Regions from separate parts of the Xenopus tropicalis genome. Here regions 1 and 2 are each linked to region 3. A link is a contact called in public Hi-C data. All regions are on one chromosome and are shown on one strand. Each heading gives the region's core, a stretch centred on a gene start, on an enhancer-like site or on the middle of the called end of the contact. The rest is flanking DNA. Distances are from core to core; before and after follow the strand shown. Region 1 overlaps cmip (C-Maf-inducing protein). Region 2 overlaps cmip (C-Maf-inducing protein). Region 3 holds the start of cmip (C-Maf-inducing protein).

The links. Hi-C and Micro-C count contacts between places; a contact is called where the count stands out from the background.
Region 1: a contact with region 3 is called in a Hi-C map of liver, with 4 times the contacts expected there. The contact joins the enhancer-like site here to the promoter of cmip in region 3. A contact is called at or near these places in 4 of 5 Hi-C or Micro-C datasets (brain, gastrula embryo, liver and 1 more).
Region 2: a Hi-C map of gastrula embryo shows a contact between it and region 3, with 1.6 times the contacts expected there. The contact joins the enhancer-like site here to the promoter of cmip in region 3. A contact is called at or near these places in 3 of 5 Hi-C or Micro-C datasets (brain, gastrula embryo and liver).

What each region holds. Positions count from the first base shown.
Region 1 is chr4:52,424,340-52,429,004 of UCB_Xtro_10.0, reverse strand. It overlaps cmip (C-Maf-inducing protein), which reads left to right. Exons shown (of 21, transcript XM_004913537.4): 11 at 2,883-2,948. Among named protein-coding and RNA genes, the nearest start is that of dnaaf1, 41 kb to the right of the region's middle. Within about 2 kb of position 1,279, at least 3 of the 11 cell types and tissues checked have an H3K27ac peak or open chromatin away from gene starts, as enhancers often do. A contact at or near this core is called in liver, where this site is marked.
Region 2 is chr4:52,464,351-52,468,772 of UCB_Xtro_10.0, reverse strand. The region is part of intron 3 of cmip (C-Maf-inducing protein); the gene reads left to right. Among named protein-coding and RNA genes, the nearest start is that of cmip, 64 kb to the left of the region's middle. Within about 2 kb of position 2,677, at least 3 of the 11 cell types and tissues checked have an H3K27ac peak or open chromatin away from gene starts, as enhancers often do. A contact at or near this core is called in gastrula embryo, where this site is marked.
Region 3 is chr4:52,528,720-52,532,934 of UCB_Xtro_10.0, reverse strand. cmip (C-Maf-inducing protein) reads left to right here and starts at 2,423. Exons shown (of 21, transcript XM_004913537.4): 1 at 2,423-3,744. The coding sequence starts at 3,448.

The DNA of each region.
Region 1 (4,665 bases), core at 30-2,529, 100 kb after region 3:
AGGTTTAATTATGAACTGGAGGTTTAACTTAAGAAAACCAGTTAAATATTTAAAAACAGATAAAGATCTAGGGTTGAACTCCCCCAGTGAAGGGAGGCCTTTATGGACCTGTTACCGAGAGCAGAACGTATGTTCTTTTAGCCGACCTAATCAGTATCTTTCTGAGGCCCAATCGGTCGATTAGGGAGACTGATGTTTTGACCCTGTACACAGATGAGCGCGCTGATGACTTAGGAGTCAGAAGAGACCAAGTTGGTAGGCAGTATCAGCCTCCTATGGTCAGATTTTGTTGTAGTGCTGTTACAGGTAGCTAGGTGCAACATCTGCCACTAGAAACCGTTACCTGCAATGGTTTACTATATTCTGGATATGTTTGCAATGGATACACCTTAGGCAGTAACTCTGCTGTTTCTGATACCAGCGGTAGATCTGGTTAAGAGTTTCTTCTGCTCAAGCTCATTTTCATTTTCTGAGAAATTGGGAAACCACTTCTCTAAATCAGAAAACATCTGATAGGAAATTGCGTAAGTCTGTGGCATTTAGCAAAATATGATGTCCTTTAAGAAAAAAGGAAATGATGTTAGAAGGCTCGGTTCAACTCTTCCCCCATAAACCACTCCGCTAAGCTAAGGTATACATTCTCAAATGCTATGGCAGCATGCTGTTAAAAAGGCTGGCTGTTTGCACTTGTAAATCCAGCCAGGTACCAGGAATCAGCCACTCGCTGCCATTAAAGGTTTTGGATCGATTGATAAGCTAAGAATGCTGGGAGCTGAAGAACACAACATGAATTTAACATTTTTCCTTTTCTTTTGAGACCCTTGTTGTGCTGGCAGACTGCATTGAAAGTGTAATTCAAAGAGGCTGCCAAGACCTTAATGACATTACCTGTCCAGAGCAGCAGAAACATGCGCCTAACAATTTGTTCTGCTGGCCCTGTTCCTTGACTTCGAGGCAGATAAAGCAACTGGTTTCCTGGGAGGCTGTTTTAGTTATATGTTAGCCTAGTGCCACACTTGCATATGCTTGTGTGCATCTGGGCATTGACAGACATCGTGACACATGGAGCGGATTTCAGTGCAAAAAAAGCATACCTGCGTATTTCTTTGCTGAAAAATGTTCCGTGTGTTTGTACTGAGGCCAACACAGTGCCTGTTAGTGCCTAGACACGCAAAAGAGTATGGACTGTTTCTTGACCTCTGCTTAGAAGCAGGCTGAGAAACAGCCCAGTGTAGTACTGGCCTTTTATCAACTGGTTCCTGCTGTTCTATATGGCAGCTAGAAGCTTATCTTACTGATGCAGGAAGTGTCTCCTTGCTCTCCGCTGCTCTGTTCTGTTGCTCAGTGTGACAGGAGAGAAGCTTTAGGAAATGTTTTCTGTATCAGTAACCTTCTGGTGACTCTCCAGCTGGTTGATTTACAAAATTATTTTCCAAGGGTCTCCAACTTGTAGGTGGGCCCATTTCTCTGAACCACAGAAAGCAGCCCAGTCATTATTTCAACCCATTTCAACTAAATACACTAATTACCCCTCTACCTGAACGTTCATGAAACTTAATACATTTGTGTCTAAATATTTTTTATTGGCATTGGTTAAAAAAAAAAAAGAAAGAAAGCTTTGATTAAAAAAAAAAAATTTTCATTGGAAATGTTGGACTTTAGGATTAAAACCCTGAAATTAAAATTATATTTAATTATCCAGGTTTGGAAAACCACACCTAAAGGAATGAATTACAGTATGACTATTATTTTCTGTTTTATGTTCTATGTCTATCACCAAAACAGGTGATAGTAGATGTGCACATAGATTAGCATTGCTGCCTTGCTGCACTGGGTTCCTAGGTTCAATTCCAGCCATGACACCTTTCTGACAGTAAAAGTCAGGTATTTTTTGTGCCGCACATATCTACCTGCTGGAACTGAACATTGACAGACTAGAACTCTTTTCCATGAGGTAACAAATTTCACAGGTGATTTCTTAAAAATACAAATTGAATTCTGGAAACCTTCACTTGCAGATATAAAACTGTCTCTGTCCTCTAGTTATTGTGAAGAGCTTTACGGACTTACCATGTCTTTGTGGTAAATGCACATTTCTCTGTTTTGTGGTCACAAAAGTAGTGTGTTGTTTCTATCATAGAAAATATCTCTTCTGCAGAGTGACATTTAGAATTGTAGTATTTATTCTTTTAATACTGTAAATGTGTTCTCCTAAAGATGGAAATGTATGGTTAATTCTATATATAGTATATGACCAGTATGCTTTCCGCAATGTGCAATCCTATTGCTCAGATCACTTGGATTTATTGTTACCTTTTTAGCTGTTAAACAAGAAGACGGAGACTGTTTAGGCTTTTATAGGAGTAAAGGTCTCCTTGCACATTTGCAGTTGTGGAAAGGCATTCTGGGAAATACAAACAAAAAGAAATATGATAGTCAAAGCGAGAGAATGCAAGGAATTACAGCTCTGCGCATGGCAAGCAATAGATTGTATTTATAGATGAAGATGGCTAGCAATGAACAGTGGGAGTTATAGTTCCCACTGTCATTCTTTAATTATGCTCTTTTATTTTCTTTTACATTACTAGTCCAGCTTTCTAATATTTATATAGTTTATACCCTGCCATAGAGAAACCCAAGACTTGCAATGTTAGCCAGAATAAAAATAAAAATAGGGATGTGAATAACAGGAAATGGATTCTTCCATAGAAGCATAACAAGTGCTAATAAGTCTTTTTCCTAAAACAAACTTTTTACTTTACTCAGTATTTATTTTACTCATTTTTTTGTGATATTCATAATATATATAATAAATTGATATACCATGCTGGAGTATTAGATTAAGAAATCCACAATAACAATATGCTTTTTTTTTATTATAGGTCAGACTACGATGATTGGAGGCCAGCCTTGGCCATTCTTCTGCAGCCCATCCCCTTCCCCAAAGAGTAAGTTGAACTCTCGGAATTAAGCACTGATCCAATGGCAATAGGTGATATGTATGCATGACTGCTCACACCTTGCGTCTATCTTTAGTAAAGCTATTGTATTAAATGGGGTATGGATATAAATGCAGCTTCTGTGAGTTGTGACACACAAAAAGTGTTTTGCTAAATATTTAAACAGAAACGCAGTTATATTGTAGTATAAAGGTCATGCTATCTTCATGCATTGTATTTACAGAAAAATCCCATGTTGAGGTAATGCCACTAAAAGAGTTGAAGTGTTCCATGTTTTGATGACCTCAAGGCAGATTTGTCCCCTTTGAAGCTGCAAGGCTGCTCGGATGGCTTACTAATGAGCACTCGTGCTTAAGAAAACATACCTGAGAGACTAAAGATTACCATCCTTAATTGTCCCATTTATCAGTGCGCCATCCCCACGAGGCCTTCCTCCTTCTCACACACATTATGTGCAACCTGTTCAGGTGCTCCAGCTGCAGTCAGTAAAAACATGTTGGCGTCATTTAGCCAAATCAGGCTTTTTAGCAACTCACCAGGGGCCATTTTCTTCCACTGTCATGATGCAACGTACCTTGCAAAGTGACCTGTAATTGTTCTTCCACTCATTAGTAAAGCTGTGGCTGCAGCTTAATGAAGTCACTTGGGTTTTCTGACAAAACAAAATGAGTCACATGGAGTAAAGTTTATACAGTATGTTTTCAGAAGTCTGCCACAGAGTGCAATAGAGAAGCAGTGTTAAAAGTTAAGTGCCTCCTAGGCACAGCTAACGTGTGGGGGACTCTGAGCTCTAACAATAACCTGCCAATAAGCTTGCCTATCCCTTAGTGCAGTTAATGCAGTAACATGAAACGCCAGAAAATACTGTCATAGACAATACTAAAGGTCCCCATACACGGGCTGATTCTAGCTGCTGATATCGGTCCCTTAGACCGGTTCGGCAGCTAATCAGCCCATGTATGGGGACTACCGACGGGCCTGCCCGACCGATATCTGGCCTGAAATCAGGCAGATCTCGATCGGGCAGGTCAGAAAATCTAGTCGGATCGGGGACCACATCGGCTCGTTGATGCGGTACCCGGACCGACTTTGCCTATGCCCGTCATTATAATTAGCCTGGATTCTCCCGATATCGCCCACCCGTAGGTGGGGGATATCGGGAGAAGATCCGCTTGCTTGGCGACATCGCCAAGTGAGCGGATCTTAAGGTGTATGGGCACCTTTAGACACATGTAGAGACAATTATCAGTAAAAGATCAACATTGTCTATTTTAGTAGCTGTAACAAGTAGTTGCTACTAGTAGCTCTGTGTGTCTTCACACTAATTGTGTGCCTCCCTCTAGCAACTGGCAGTTTTGCCTCAGCATATTGCATTGGTATTTGCTTATAGAGGACATACACCCTTCTGAGAGCCCTCTAAGCAATTTTACATTGTATGGGAGTTTTTTAATCTACATTTAATCATGTAATGAGTGACTTTAAAATATATCCTATTATCCTCAGTACTCTGAACTGATGTAACTTTAATTGAAGAAAACTACTTCCTTCCTACACCTTGCCTGCTTAGAATTCCTAAACTAGAGAAACCTAATAAGCTACACTTTTTGATTTTATATAGCTAGCTGTGTCTTGGTGGATAAAAACTGAGATGACAGACCAGTAGAAGTGTATAACCGATCATCCTCCCAAGGATGATCTTTTATAC
Region 2 (4,422 bases), core at 1,428-3,927, 64 kb after region 3:
TTTCATTGGCACTAATATTTTTATCATTTATCTTCTATTCATATCCTTTCCTGTTCACCTTTCAGACAGTCGTTCTGACCCCTATATTTCCTCAAGCTATGCCTCTCTGTCCACAAGCATAGATAAACACTGGCGAGAATTCCCCCCATATCATATTGGCGATCCGAAAGTCACTAAATTTTTGTATCAGAACAGTCGTAAACGTCAGGAAAACCTTTCTGACTTTGATTCCTTCTGTGCATGTTTTTGGAAGCTCCCATAGGACTCAATGGCACTCTGCAGCTCCAACCTGGCCAAAGGAAAGTCACAATACCGAAGCTTGAATGAATCAGAAACTTTCGTACTCGTTGCGACAATACGATTTTGTTGCGTAATTTTTTGACGCACAGTACCAAAAAGTCGCACAAATTAGCGCAAAAAATGGGCGAAAATACGCAAGGTATGAAAAAATAAAAAATTTTTGTATTCGGAGGCAATTGTGCTTTGATAAATGGGCCCCTCAGTGTATTTACCACTTGCCTTCGCATGCTTTTTTTTTTTTATAGACGTGGAGAAAGGTGGGTCTGCTCTTATGCACACATCCCCATCGCATACCTTCCAACTGTCCTGATTTTCGTGGGACAGTCCCTCTTTTGACAGCTTAACCCGCAGTCCCGGATTTTTACAGAAAAGTCCATCATTTCCTTTTGATCTCCTGCACTGAAACTAAAAAAGATACAAATTTAATCAAAAGTATCTTTTGGCACAGAGCCCAGAAATCTTAACGAGCGTCACCTGCACTTAGAAACATTGTTTCTCACTTGTAAATAAATAAGAAGCCTTTGGCAGAGAGCACAGAAAAGTAAAATGATACAATTGTAACTAATAAGCTAAACAGGTCTCTTGGGGGAACTGAGACTTGCAGCTTAAAGAATAAGTAAACCTTTTTTTTTCTATCAGTAAAATTACTCTAAACAGCCTCCAGAATTACCTACGTTTGTCCCAGCATTCTCTCTGACCTGGTTCCTCAGTCAGAAGGTGTTCTTTCTCTTTGCTTCCTTGTGCAGAGTGAAGCCCCGCCCCTACTCCCTGTTCAGTTCTCTCTTCAATTCGACAACCTTGTCGGAGTGGAGAGCCTTCTGCGCATGCCTGGAGGCAGCAGGAGCCAGTCTGTGCATTAGCAGGGTTTTTTTTTTTTTTGATGAGAGACCAGAACAGGAAGTGGGGGCGGGCTTCACTCTGCACAAGGAAGCAAAGAGAAAAAACACGTTCTTACTGAGGAACCAGGTCAGAGAGAATGCTGGGACAAAGGTAAGTAATTCTGGAGGCTGTTTAGAGTAATTTTACTAAAAAAAAAAAAAAAAAAAAAAGGTTTACTTATTCTTTAAAGGGCAATTTCACCTTTTCAGCAAAACTGTAATTACACATAAAACAGGACCTCAAAAAACAGAGAAATGTGTTCAAACTTTAAATAACCTGCCAAATTTAGTCAAATGGGAGTGGTATTTAGGGGGTGTGGTTCCAAAAATTAGGTGTGGTCCAAAAATTTGCCGCACTGCGCACAGCATTTATTTTTTTCCCTCTTTCCGTTTTCAAAATGTTGGGAAGTATACCATCGCACACACATCCCACAGCTCCATTGACTGGCCCGGCATCAACCTGTGTGGAGCTACACAGAGAGGATATCGGGGCAAAAATCCATACGCTTGCGTTTTTGTGCCGATATTTGCTCCACATAGCCCCACATAGGCTGATGCCGGGTCTGTTAATGGAGCTACTGGGGTGTGCACATAAGAGTGGGTCCGCTTTCTTCTGCATCCAAAAAAAATGCCAGCAGAGGAAAGTAGTGAATCCATCTAGTTTGCATTTGCCCTTAAATGTACAAATAGCTTTTTTAGATGTTTATTTTCCCATGAAAGATTTTGTTTGTGTTTTCCCTTTTTCTCTCCAGCTACCCTTTTCCTGTTAAAATATGCAACTTCTCTATTGTCTTTTTTTCTGTTTGTCATTGCTTTTTAGGGCAGTGGCACATGGGCCAAATTTGGGTGCCTTGAGCACTATGTAGCCCAAAAATGCCAAACCACCCAAAGCCATCCCCACATATAGGTATGTGTAAGTGCTTGTCAGGTGGTTTCCTGGAAAAACATTCTAGGGGTGGCAGGCTGTTGCTTTCAGTGTTGCCTTTTTTTATTTGTCCACCAAAAAATTGGCGCTTAAAGTTTTCAAAATTGCTCATTGTGCCATTGTCAACTGCTCAGGGACTGAACAGATCCTTCACTTTGCACCTGTTGCAATGAGTACTTAATTAGTGGTTGCACCTATAAAGTGGACAGGCTGGAAACCTTATATCAACTGTGAAGTCCGATAAGAAAAACAACAAAAGGTGTGCAAACACCTCTTTAAAATTTTTGCTTGCCACACACAAGCTAACTATGGAAAACTAAGAAATAATTAATGTTTCCATGAGCTTTTACCTGTATAGCCAAATTAACTGATTTATTGACTCCTTACCTCCTAGCAGAAAAATGTCCTAGTTTCTTTTGCACTTTTCACTATCCCATTCAAGCTGGTAGTTCCTAACTGTATACAAACCATTGTGTACTGATTTTTTACTTATTCACCTGATGTTAAAAGAGAGACTGTAATTTCTATAAACATACAAGTACATTCCTTTTCTACAGTTTAATCTGTATTATTATTTAACTTCCTCCACCCTATTTTTATTTCTTACTGTGAGCAACCCAGTGTAGCAATATGTATGGGGATAAACAAAGGTGTTGGGGGCAGACATATTGCACACAGGATTTGAATACAAGGGCTGTATAATTAATTTACACATTCTTGGTAGTTCCTGACTACTTCAAAGTATTATCAGAGACTCCAAGTCAAGTAGTAGACGTTTATCTGTAATTTTATGACCCAGATACTAGTTTTACCTACTTCAAAGAATCACTTCTAATCAAATGCAAAATAAGTTAGGTCTATACAGGATGCTTATCTTGGTATCTATTATTCCTAACTTATATGCTAATGTCCAAGGTGATCTAACAGCAGGAGACCCCGAAAAACAATCTGTAGGAGGGGTCTTTTGTATTTCAAAGTGGAATTGTTTATACAGTTGTTATTGGTAAAGAAACATCTAAAGAAATTAGTTGGTTAGATTAAGATACACGTTTAAACTTGTTGTGAGCCAATCAGAACCATTCCCCATTTTGGTCAATGGGATAGAAACAGTATAACCAGGGAGCTGGATTGATAATTTCTATGAGTTAGGTTAGGGAGAAGTCCTGAAGGCTGATCCCTATAGAACAGATCCTGTGGGCATATTTAAAAGGAACTCTGTATCATTTGCTGTCTCTGGGCTGGATAATCGAAATAAATTAGCTTCATCTCTGGAAAAGAACCGTGGTTGTTTCCTTTTACCTGGTTGTGGTAAATCTTGGAATATCCAGTATATTTGTAATATACTACATCTACACTATACACAACATTTTGGTGCCGTACACAACACCCAGTAATGTAATAATGTACTGCAAATTGCTGGTATCAGCCATTTAGTCCAGGTACAGTCTGTCAGGGTCTCACAGCCAGAATGTATTAGTTGCAGGTGGGAAAAATCTCACTAACAAAAGGTTAAATATAATAAAGGCTCTAAAGTTAATAAAGATTATTTGCAAAGCAGATTTATTTCCGCATTTAAGTTTTTAAGTATTAAACAGTTCCTCTTCAAGTGAGGCTACCTGCTTCCACCCGATACAGGTATGGGACCAGTTATCCATAATGCTTGGGACCTGGGATTCTCCAGATAAGGGATCTTTACATAATTTGGATCTCCATGCCTTAACTCACTCAAAAATCTGTTAATCATTAAATTATACCAGTAGGATTGGTTTGCCTCCAATAATATCTTAGTTACAATAAAAAAAGATAAAAAAAAAAGTACAAGGCACTGTTTTATTATTACAGAGAAGAAGGACATCATTTTTAAAAAATTTAATTATTTGATTAAAATGGAGTGTTAGGGAGATGGCACACTTAATTTAGCGATTTATGGATAACAGGTTTCGGATAAAGAATCCCATACCTGTGCAAAAACAGAAGCTTCACAATATATATTTTTTGCTTATAAAAATCTAAAATAACTGTTACCTCATCATCTTTTGTGTTGCCACATATTTTGGGAAATACAGGCTGCCTTTTTATTTCTTCCCTATTAATAAATATTGCATCAAATATAGTTTTTTACTGGCAGAGGCGTAAAATACTGGTGGTAACCCCACCTGCCATAACAATTTTCTCTTAACCCCCCCACCCAGTCTAATATTGCATCTTATCTAGAGACCTCCAAATGACTCTTCACTGAAAAACAACCCTGTCTCTAGTTTCTATGGTAACTCAAATGCTCTCTATATTCTCTTCAGATCAGTATTAGCATTGCCAGTG
Region 3 (4,215 bases), core at 1,174-3,673:
AAGAAAATCCTTAGAAAATAGCATTGCTGCAAAAGCTTCACTCAATCTGGAAACTAGCTCTCTCAGCATTCCTGTCACTCTTGCCAGGTTAATGGCGGGAGAACGAAGATTAGAGAGTGGGTGGTGCCCAGATACTCCGGAAAGCAGGACTTCAAGTTCAAGAATTTGTCACATACAAACACAATAGTGGGAAACTGGCATTTCAGATAAAAGATCCCATACCTGCACATTTTGTATTAGATATAAAACATTATTGTGTATCAAAAAAGTATGTGTTTACATTGTGTCATTTTGCACATTGAATTTTTCCTGCCAAAGTATTGCTAAAATTGTTACTACAGTGTGTGTACTACTACTATTGTTGGTATTATTATATATAAGTGCTACAATAGTCATCAGCCCTTTGAAAATGACAGTATGTAATGTTTCTAGTTAAAGGAGCAGTTATGCCATAAAGTGAAAATGTTTTTGTAACCATGAATGGCATTTTATCCTTGCTTTAGTTACTGAACATCACCTAAAACCATTGTATTCTACACATCTTATCTGCCAAGTAAATTAAGACCCTAGAGCCTATAGTTTCAACTTTAATGGCTGCCCCCATGGGATGAAGCGAACACACAGTTTTATCAGTGCTAAGTAAAATTATATTAAATAAACCCATTTAAATTTTTATTGGTCATTTAAAACTATGTAGTGTGTGACAAATACTTATTTTAGGCTCATCGCAAGTTTCCTCCTGCAAGCAACTTTGTGCGACTTTGGAAAGCAAAGCAACGCATATGTCTTCCCACCACCAAATTTTGTTGCCGGTGGAAAGGCATTTAAGGGAAATTAGCTGCCCACGATAGCAGAGATTTATAATGGGGACTAATCTCCCCATGGGACATAAGCTTCAGAGAATTCCGAGTAGGGTGTGAATATGGGGGCATTCTAAGAGGATATCAGTGTGTTTATTTATGGCAAGCAAATACATTGACTGAGGCAGAGTTTAGTGAAATGTTACCACTCAGCTACTAGTAAAGCTTATTTTAGTGATATATTGATTACGTACCACTGTAAGACCGTACCTGCTACAGTCTGCATAAGGCAGGACATGTCTCTTTTTTTGCACAGATTTAATTAAAGGAGACTATAAGGAGTGGGACTTCTTGGAGGTGCCATGAGATCTGCATATAAAGCATAGCAAGGGACTACTGGGTGTTTAGGAAGCCATCAATTCAGGTTAGAATGCTCCCGTCTTCCTTTAACATGATAAGGCAGACATAATGGAAATACAGGTATTACTGATGTCACAGTTCCAGATTAAGTTACACACATTTTGAATAAACTTCCCAATTATAGTGGTCTTGCCAATAATGTCTGCATATTACCCAAGTTTGAAAGGATTGTGGCAGGGGTTCCCACATTTAATTGATGTATTGCAGTTCTACCTAAGTGTTACACTGCCAAAGAAATATAACTCTTTTGTATAAGACTGTAAGATAGAAGAAAGTGTTGCGTTTAAATGAACAACATCTGTTTCTCAGTCTTTGTATTAAAATTCTAATTGGAAAGTAAACAATTGGTTTAATGGACTTTAAATAATATATATGCGAAAGCTGTTTTGTGTAAAATGGATTACACATACCATTTTAGCTGACAATATCAGTCCTTTAGGACAAGCAAGCAGATCATACAGTGTATGGCCACCTTTAGGCACAGATTTACTAAGACACGGATGCTCGGAGCATTCATTCGAAAGCTCCGAGCGTATTTTCTGCGAATTTTTTGACGCCCTCACAACTTTTTCGTACGGAAAGGTTTTCCCGCTGTTTACAATCGTTCGGTACGAAAATTTTGTGACTTTCGGATCGCCAATATGATATTATCGTGACTAATGCGATTTTTTCGTAAGCATTTTCGCGATATTTGCGATCTTCAGAAATTTTCGTATCCAATCCGAATTTATCCCATTCGGGATTCAAACTCGTGATTTCATGAATCTGCCCCTTAGTCTTTAACTGTACTTTGTATATATTATTGTAATGTTCCCTGTTTGTTCTATTAATTTATTTATTTTTCTGCTGTTACAGTGCTGCATACATAAGTAGCACCATATAAACAAAAATATACATTGTTTGTCAGATCAGTCCTGTAACCAGGTATGTGTCTAAAAAAAATTAGAATATCAATACTTTATAAAAAGACCCCCAGTAAGAAGTAAATCTGTGAAAAGACCAATTTTTAGGCAACACACCTGAAGTAAAAATAAATGCAAGGAGGAGAGGGCCAAGCAGGAAGCACAGCCCTGTTATCATGCAGTGAGTGACAGGGCACATCAGAGTGCAAGTCCCGGACCCGCCCTGAGTATTTCTGGCCCTGCAATCTCCACATGCCATTCACTCACTGCATAGGTCACCCACCCGGAAGCGCAGGGATCACATGGATCTGCATCTATTTCTAAGTCTGTCTGTGCTGTTTTTAAAAAAAATCTTAGCGGAGAGACAAGTGGTACCATAACAAACGCCACATTCCTAGAGCCTCTCGCAGCCTGCAGGGGGGAAGGGGGGTCTCTGCTTGGTAACCAGAGATGATTAGCGAAACACATCGCATTAGCTGACACAGAGCTTTACGGAGAGGCTGTTTAAACAACGATGTCTAAGAACGTTAAGCAGGGCTCGTTCCAAATCCCCACTGATCAGGGATAAGTTCCTAATCAGCTGACCCTATTTATTTCCCCACACGCTATTATTCGCTTGTAACGAGATTGCGAAACATAATGTATGCGCTGATTTATGCTTATTGCAAGTTTGGACCGTGTTAACACGCTCAGGTGTTTTAAAAATGTCGGCCAGGATGTGCCCTACTCCTGTCCCCAACTCCCCCCCCCCTCCGCGTTCTCCTATTTATGACACCCTCCCCTGCAGCAGACACACAGAATGTGCATCCTGATCTGCTCGCTTCTGCCATTGACGTCATTGGCTAACCACATGACGCAGCGAGAGCCAATCAGAGGGAAGCAGCTCCTGCAATCTTTTAGCAATTGCTTCTCAGTGGCACACACACATACACATCCCCACACTCACACATATACACACACAAGCACAAATGAACACACACTAACACAGGCAATACACAGATACATGCAGGAAAAAAGGAAACAGAGCTCTGATCACAGACAAAGGGGACCCAAGGCAGGCTTCCCCTCACTGCTAAGATCTGGCTCTTGTTGCTTCACACCTTGGATAAAATATGGATTTAATTAAGTAGGACACTGGAATTCCCCAGCACCAGCTTCCTGGGGGGGACTGCTGAGATTTTAAGGCTTTTATTTTCTTTTTAGGGGTGGATTTTTTTAGGGGATCTGCTGTCTTCTGGCGTTCGGATTTTTGTCCCCTTCCTCTCTGCACTCTTTGTTGTTGGGATTTAATAAAAGAAGGAATATATCCAGTCTCACTGGCTGCCATGGATTTTACTAACAGCTCATGTGGAGGCAGTGAGCACAGGCAGATAGAGGAGAACAAGCCACTGCTGGGGGAGATGTCTGCTACAGGGGGCAGTAAGATGGGAGCTGTACCATGTAGGAGATCCCTCCTGCACTTCAGTGGCATGAGGTATAAACTGCTCCAAGAAGGGGACATTCAGGTCTGCGCTATAAGGCACCCCCGGACCTTTCTCAGCAAGATCCTCACCTCCAAATTCCTAAGGAGGTGGGAACCTCATCACCTGACCCTGGCAGATAACAGCCTGACCTCAGCCACGGTAAGTCTGTTTGATGGTCTGTCACATACCAGGGGTGTCCAGTCAGCAGCCAGCATCCCTACCAGTCTAGGCAGGATTCTGGGAGTTGTAGTGTAGCAGCTGTGGAGAGCAGTATTCCTGAATTGTACAGTAAAGTAGCAAAGATTATATATATATATATATATATATATATATATATATATCAGCAGCATTGTTTAACCATAGCTTTTACATGTGTGGTTGGAAATTGTTGAAGGTGTATTCATGTAAATGAGTGGGAGAAAGTCTCCTATTATGAACAGAAACCCTCCAAAGCCTCCCTTTATTGTGTTCAAAGATCAATAAAAGGGCTTTGTATTTATTCAGCACTGTACGCTGCTGTTCATACAGAATGCAGGTGCACCAGCCATGCTGTAGCTAAGGTGGGCATTTCTGCATCACTGTATATACATTTTCAAGGCAACACTACCTTTAGACAATAATTCAACCTTG